Regions from separate parts of the Mus musculus genome. Here region 2 is linked to region 1. Evidence: chromatin contacts called from public HiChIP or PLAC-seq data. All regions are on one chromosome and are shown on one strand. Each heading gives the region's core, a stretch centred on a gene start, on an enhancer-like site or on the middle of the called end of the contact. The rest is flanking DNA. Distances are from core to core; before and after follow the strand shown. Region 1 holds the start of Dscc1 (DNA replication and sister chromatid cohesion 1). Region 2 overlaps Deptor (DEP domain containing MTOR-interacting protein).

What was found. HiChIP or PLAC-seq counts read pairs in DNA pulled down with a chosen protein or histone mark.
Region 2: a contact with region 1 is called in an H3K4me3 HiChIP or PLAC-seq map of embryonic stem cells, with 25 read pairs. The contact joins the enhancer-like site here to the promoter of Dscc1 in region 1. A contact is called at or near these places in 6 of 39 promoter capture datasets (the 3T3-L1 cell line, embryonic stem cells, liver and 2 more), 4 of 115 datasets of contacts at active chromatin or transcription factors (all in embryonic stem cells) and 3 of 9 other capture datasets (adipose tissue, liver and pancreatic islet).

The regions. Positions count from the first base shown.
Region 1 is chr15:55,088,819-55,092,481 of GRCm38.p6, forward strand. Dscc1 (DNA replication and sister chromatid cohesion 1) reads right to left here and starts at 1,673. Exons shown (of 9, transcript NM_183089.3): 1 at 1,408-1,673; 2 at 137-305. The coding sequence starts at 1,607. The region is part of intron 2 of Gm41325 (a long non-coding RNA gene); the gene reads left to right.
Region 2 is chr15:55,220,665-55,224,327 of GRCm38.p6, forward strand. All of the region lies in intron 8 of Deptor (DEP domain containing MTOR-interacting protein), which reads left to right. Among named protein-coding and RNA genes, the nearest start is that of Gm26296, 40 kb to the right of the region's middle. Within about 2 kb of position 1,552, at least 13 of the 459 cell types and tissues checked have an H3K27ac peak or open chromatin away from gene starts, as enhancers often do. A contact at or near this core is called in embryonic stem cells, where this site is marked.

The DNA.
Region 1 (3,663 bases), core at 423-2,922:
AAGTGAGTTCCAGGACAGCCAGGGCTATACAGAGAAACCCTGTCTCGAAAAACCAAAGGGGAAAAAAAAAAGTTTTTAACCAAAGGCAAGCTTGGAACACAAACCGCCACTGCCAGACTCAGGTACAAAGCGGTACCTCCGTGTGAACGATGGCACTTGGTGTTTCCTCCTCCTTCAGCTGGTCTGGAGTTTTGCATCCAGGGATGAAAAGCAGCATGTTGGATGTGTCTGCTATCTTCAGGTCGTAGGTTTTGTCTTTACTGCACAACACAGCCTGTTCATCCTTATCTCCTCTAATCACAAAGCTACAGGCAAATGGAGGGGGGGGGTAAAGACATGGCTTATTGAGACTCTAGTGGATAGCTCACTTTAAATAACTCCCAAATCGGGGACTAGAGAGATGGCTCAGCGATTAAGAGCACTGACTGCTCTTCCAGAGGTCCTGAGTCCTGAGTTCAAATCCCAACAACCACATGGTGGCTCCCAACCACCCATAAGAGATCTGATGCCCTCTTCTGGGGTGTCTGAGGACAGCTACAGTGTACTTACATATAATAAATAAATAAATCTAAAAAAAAAGAAAGAAAGAAAGAAAAAATAAGTCCCAAATCCTGTGGCTTCTAGATTTAAAATTAAACCTTGGGAGTGTGGTGCTTTGAAAGAGGACCCCGCCCCCAAACACAGGCTCAGACATTTGAACACTTAGTCCCCAGTCCACAGCCCTATCTGAGGAGGGGTTGGGAGGTGTAGCCTTACTGGAGGAAGTATGTCACTGAGGGGGAGCTCTGAGAGTAAGAGCCTTGCCCACTTGCAGTTCAGTCACTCAGCTTTGTGCTTGCCATAAAAGACATGATCTCAGCCTAGGATTTAAAATCCAAGGTCTTGGCAGCAACTTTGTAGTTGACCCGGAATTAAAAACAGATCCAGATCTTCAGTAAGTGACCCCAACCAACCCCCGGGCTACACGCAGCAGTCTGCATTAGGCTTTAAACTTCTGTCTCGTTTGTCCCATCTGCGGTTCAAGGAGAAGAAACCCAAGTGGCAAGCCAAGAACTCTCTCTACAGGCACTGCTACTACATTCTGAGATTGAACGAGTGTTTCTGTGGAGTACTTGGCATCAGTACTGAGCCCTCCAAAGCTCCCTGGAGCTTCCTTCTTGACACTCCCCCGCTGACACCTGGCTCTAAATTCCCTGGAGTCCTGCTAACAAGGCAGTCTAGCAAATGCTGAATCCTCCTGACAGATGACAGCAAGCTGAGGACCCGCCCATCGGCCTGTACGGGCCCAATCAAAGCAACTCTCTGCACCAGTTCCTCCTTCCGAGTTCCCCGGGCTACGCCGGGCGGGTAGGCGGCCTCTTTGAGGCCGGGGAATCGGCGCTCCCGAGCCCCACCATCCCGGCTCACCTGTCCCCGGCCTCCAGCTGCTGGCACAGTGCTGGTTCCAGCTCCAGCAGGCAGAAGTCGCCGGTGGCCGCGCCGCCGGTCCCGGAGCTGAAGCTCAGGCAGTGCACCGTGGGCAGCAGCTCGGTGGCGTTCAGCTTGGCAACCTGCAGCGTCGCGTCCACTTCCTCGCGGGTCCTCCGGGAAGCGCTCGGCGGGGACATCTCGCAGCACGGAGAGGGGTGTGTCCTCGACCTAAACTCCCGGGACTTCAAAAGCGCGCCAAATCCGCCCGAGCCGACTTCCGGGGCGGGACGGGGCGTGTCCCGAGGAAGTCGGAAAGTATCTGGACTCGCGAGTCCTTCTGCAGCCCACTGACAGCGTGCAAGTCCCCGGTTGCTGGGGAGAAGCACGGTTTCCCCCATGAGGACTCCAGGAAGGTCCTGTTAGCAATTCTGGGTCCCCACGGGGCCAAGCACGGCTCTTGCACTCACCCCTTCCGCCACCCTGTGCCCACCCCCTTCTTTCCCGCCAAAGCTCCTTTTCCTCGCCTGCTGCGGTGGGTCCCGTGATGAGCTATGTCTGTGCAGAATTTCATTAAGCCGTTAAAACAACCCAGTAAGGCAGGATCCTGTCGATCCTGTCATGCAGAAGCGAGCAGAATGCTTGCCAATGGTGGCGCAGCCTTGAGATGGCAAAGTCTGAATCCAGCTTGATGTATGTATGGTGGTTCCAAAATAGCCTGCCCAGTGTTGTGCAGGACCAAGAACCAGATCCTGGCAGAATAAGATGTCATTTGTTTGGACTTCGAGACCATCCTAGATGGAAGGTAGCTTGCCTCCCGTTCGTTAAATACTTCATTTGTGCTAAGTGGCGCTTGAGACTTCTACACAGAAACAGCCCGCCTGGTATGCTCCTGGGAGAGTCTGGCTAACTCAGCATTACAGGGTGTGATGTTTTCTTGACCAAAGTTTACAATGACGTGAAACTGTTTTAAGATGAAAACCCATTCATAGACTCACATCCATGCACCTGAAACTGATGTGCGAGCTCTCTAAGGGATGCTGCCGGCAGACCCCTGCAGACTGGCCACCCATAAAAGTTGAAACAGTAAGAGGAATAATTGTCTTCAGAGAGGGTGGTTTCTCACTCCTTCCTGTAAAACAAACAAATGAATAAATAAAAAGGGAGGCCAAGGTGACCCCAGTCCATCAGGTTAAAAACCGACATGAGCCAGGTAGTGCTGGCACCATACCTTTAATCCCAGCACTCAGGAGGCAAAGGGAGGACCTCTGAATTCTAGACCAGCCTGGACTATAGAGCAAGTTCCAGGACAGCCAAGGCTACACAGAGTAACATTGTCTAGAAAAACAACAAGCAAAAACATCTGAGTTGCCAAAGGGTAGTTTAGTTCCAGCACTCAGGAGGCAGAGGCTGGCGGATCTGAGTTCGAGGCCATTCTGGTCTACATAGTGAGCTTCAAGCCAGTCAAGGCTAAATAGACCCCCCCCCTCTCTCTCTCTCTCACACACACACACACACACACACACACACAAAACAAAAAAAAACAAAAATCGGATCGAATAAGAAAAATGATGGAACAATATCCTGAATATGAAAGTACCACGAATTTATTAGTGGCTATCACTAAGATGGCTCAAAGTTAAAAGTGCTTGCCATGCAAGATGATAAGCTGACTTCAGTCTCCAGAAGATATAGTGGAAGAAGAGACCCAACTCTGAAAGTTGCCCTCTGACTGCCACACATGTGCCATAACAAGTGTGCACCCACACACACAATAATAAAATTTTAAAAATTAAGGATACTGTAGGATAGTGTCTTAGTTGGAGTTTCATTGCTATGAAGCAACCTCATGACCAAGGCAACTCTTATAAGGGAAAACACTTAATTGGGAATAGCTTACAGTTTTGGAGGTTCAGTCCATTATCATCATGGCAGGAAGTATGGTAGTATGCAGGGAGACTGGAAGAGCCAAGAGTTCTACATCTTGATCCACAGGCAGCAGAAGGAGACTGTGTCACACTGGATATAGCTTGAGCATATGAGTCCTCAAAGCCCACCCCCACAGTGACACACTTCCTCCAAGTAGGCCACACCTCCTAATTGTACAGCTCTCAATGGACCAAGCATCCAAACACATGAGTCTATGGGAGGGGGGGGGGCATTCCCATTCAAACCACCACATAGAGAACAGTGATATCCTTACTGTCCTCAGCGTTTTGTGGCGTCCAGCAATTTACCTATTTTTTCCTAGCTTCA
Region 2 (3,663 bases), core at 302-2,801, 130 kb after region 1:
ACTCTGAGATCTGCCTGGCTTTGCCTCTGAAGTGCTGGGATTAGAGGAGCACACCATATATGTTTGAATCATGCTGCTGGTGGCTGTGACAATGATGATGACTGTCCTACCTTCTATAGATTAGCTGTGTGTACTCACTAGAAATTATTTTGTGTATTTTCCTACCCAAAGCACTGAGTAAATTTATGTCCCATTATCATGTGTGTGTCGATAGAATTTTTTTTTTTTTTTTTTTTTTTTTTTTGGTTTTTCAAGACAGGGTTTCTCTGTATATCCCTGGCTGTCCTGGAACTCATTCTGTAGACCAGGCTGGCCTCGAACTCAGAAATCCCCCTGCCTCTGCCTCCTGAGTGCTGGGATTAAAGGTGTGCGCCACCATGCCTGGCCCAGATAGAATAATTTCATTTCCATTAAATGACAGTTGTGGGCAAGAGAAACAGCAGGTAAGGGTGCTTGAGCCTCTATTTCCTGGTTGTTTACATCGTGAAGAGTTACACTGACCTGGGTCCTTGTTCCATACTCGCCTTCCCGAGTAATGGATTAAGGTCCTTGAAACTTTGAGCCCAATTCAACATATCCTCCAGCTCGGAGTTTCTGTTAGAAATGTAACCCAAGTAATTAAAACCCATTATGTCAGGCCTCTGACTTTCTCCTTGTCTCTTTCTGTTTGTGGGGATACAGCCCTACATCTGGCCACTGTGACTCTCTCATTCAGGAGAGTTTTACGGTCTCGGGAACCACATAGTTTTACTGCCTTAAGTGCTTAGAGCAGGTCATCTCACACGTTATGGGTGCTTACCATTTCCCTCTCCATCGCATCTCTGTCACCTTGTTAGGGGATCAGAATGCTTCAGAGTGTGGTCCATCCATATGAGGATAGGACAGGTCCCAGACTGGTGACAATGGGTGCTAGGTTCCCTCGTTAATACTTCAAGAGCTTCCAGCCAATATCTTTGAATCTGAGCTGCTCCAAGTTTATAAAGGTTTTTTTTTTCCTCCCCCTTCCATCTCTCCCTTCCCCTCCTCTTTCTTTCTCTTTTTTTCCTGATGTATTTCAGCCTGGCTTTGAACTTGCTAAGTAGTGGAAGATGACCTTGGTTTTGCTACTTCTGCTACTACCCCCACCTGGTGCTGGGATGGCAGTGATTCTGATCACCATTGTCATTTTATAAGTCATTTTATTTATATAATGTCATTTTGTAAGTGCAAGGCAAGCACTCTACAACTGAACCCATCCCATCCTTTCTTTTTTCCCTGCCACTTTACTGAGGAAGTCAGTCGATTCTTTCTCACTCTCTTGTAGACTGCAGTCAAATAAGTGTGCTGTGGACTCTAACCACATGTCACACACCATTCCTTTGCTCTCACATCACTGCTAGCCCTGAGTCTAGAATCCACTGAATTTGTGATCTTTTCGTAGACTTCCATAGTCCCAAGTTCAGTCCCAGTCTTTGCATTTCACAAATAACCTCCCTGTCTGGCTATTCAGTAAGTCTAATGAAGTAGCTCTGGCACTTAATGCACACTAATGGCTTCCTGTTGCCATGAGATTAAACGCCAAGATGTAGCTAGCGAGTCCTTTGTTCTTGGGCCCTATCAAAACCTCATACCCTGCCCTGTATTGTAGTCCTATTGTCTTTCTCTGTAACTTCCAAACACTAGGTTAACTCCTGCCCTGGCTAAGTAGGCTGGAACCACTGTTATCTTTCAAGTCTGAGATTCTATGTTCCTGTCTCAGCGAAGCCTTCCTTCACTACACTGTGAGAGCTCTCCCAGTCGTTCCCTGCTTGCTCTTTATTGTGTAGCCCTGCTGTTTAGTCATCCTAGGCTGTGACAAAAATCCCATAGGCTGCAGAAGTTTAAACCATCAAACATTTGTTTGAAAGTCCAAGATCAAGGTTCTGGTCGATTCTGTGTGTGGTACAGCTTCTTAGTTTACACTGTCCTGTTGCTGGGCTTGAATTGCTTTGGATTTTGGGGGTTTGGTTGGATGGATGGATGGATGGATGGATGGATGGATGGATGGATGGATGGACGGACAGACGGATGGTTGGTTGGTTGGTTTTTTTGTTTGTGTGTATGTGTGTACTTGTGTGTGTTTTGGTTTTGTTTTGTTTGTTTTTTACTGGAGCAAGTGCAAGTTCTCCCATCACCTGATATAAACTACTAATCCTACTCATGAGGATGCCTGCACGATGCCCTCCTGCAGGCCCTGCCTACTGACCCCATCCTACCCTAGGGGAGTAGCACACAAATATTCAACCCATCGTTCTTGTCTTGTTTTCTGTATAACCAGGATCTGGAAAAAAAAGTTTTTTTTTAAATTTTTAATCTCCAGTGCCTACACCAAGGTTTATTCTCTGTCTAAATAACTGTCGTCCAAGTATCTAGGATAATCCCTGGCACTGAAGCAGAATTATTGACAGATCTAATGGTATTTTTTTGTAAAAGGGGTCAGGGAACCCGGGCGGGTACTTATTATCTACATCAGAATTTGGGTACTTAGCATTTGCATCATGGCTTCAGATATTTTATAGCCATGATCTCTTTGATTTTTCCAACCTCTTATGAGGATGTTTGGAAAAAAACCTCCCTACTTTATAACTGAGGAGATAAGGACCCAGTTAATCCCTTTCCCAGTGTCACTCAGCATATAAATGTCAGGGCTAGATTCAAATTATCATGCTGCTGGTGATGTTGGTGGTTGTTGTTGCTGCTGCTGCTGCTGTTTTGAGACAGAGTTTTACTTATCTACTCCAGGGTAGCCAGGATACTATTTATTATGTTGCCTAAGTTAGAACAAAGATGTTATTTCAAGATATAGAAACTGTTGAGGCAGAGCACAGTAATTGGTAAGTCCCAGTAGGTCATTAAATGTGTGGTGAAGTACTTAAGGGTGCATAACCTTGCATGTCTCCTACAGAAGGGAATTTATATTCTTTTCAAACATGTTTATAGAATGGTCACGTGCTATAGCTGAGGGTAGTGTTGAACACCTTTGGTCCCGGCACAAGAGAAGCAGAGGCATTTGGATCTCTATGAGTTCCAGGCCAGCCTGGTCTACAGAATGAGGTCCAGGACATCCAGGGCTATACAGAGAAACCCTGTCTTGAAAAACCAAAAGGACAGAGACAGAAAGGGAAAGAGCAAGGAGAAAGAAAAACAGACAGACACACACACACACAGGGGGAGCGGGAGCAGGAGAGGGAGAGAGGGGGGGGGGGGATGAGAATGGTCACATGCTCACCTGGATTGGTTTGAAGAAGATCAAATAAATAACTTGTTCTTGGCTTCAGCCTCTCACTTGGACCAGAACTAGATCTTACAGGGTCACCCAAGGGAACACTCCAAAACACTCCCTTTTGTTTGTTTAATCAAGCCCTTGTATCAAGCCCTTGTTAGAGCAAACCATTCAACCTTCAGGCTCCCTCAGACTTGTGCCATTCTTACAAAGACAGAACCAGAGAAGTCCAAGGTCTTCTCTCTCTCCCTCTCTCTCTCTCTCTCTCTCTCTCTCTCTCCCCCTCCCTCCCTCCCTTCTTTCGAGAATAATTAGATCTGTGAGAATCAGCACTTGAGTGTTCCTGCTGGCCTATGCCAAGTCTCACAGGCACTTCTAGACTCCTGGCTCCTTTTCTTGTTTCCTGCTGTGCTGAGTTGATG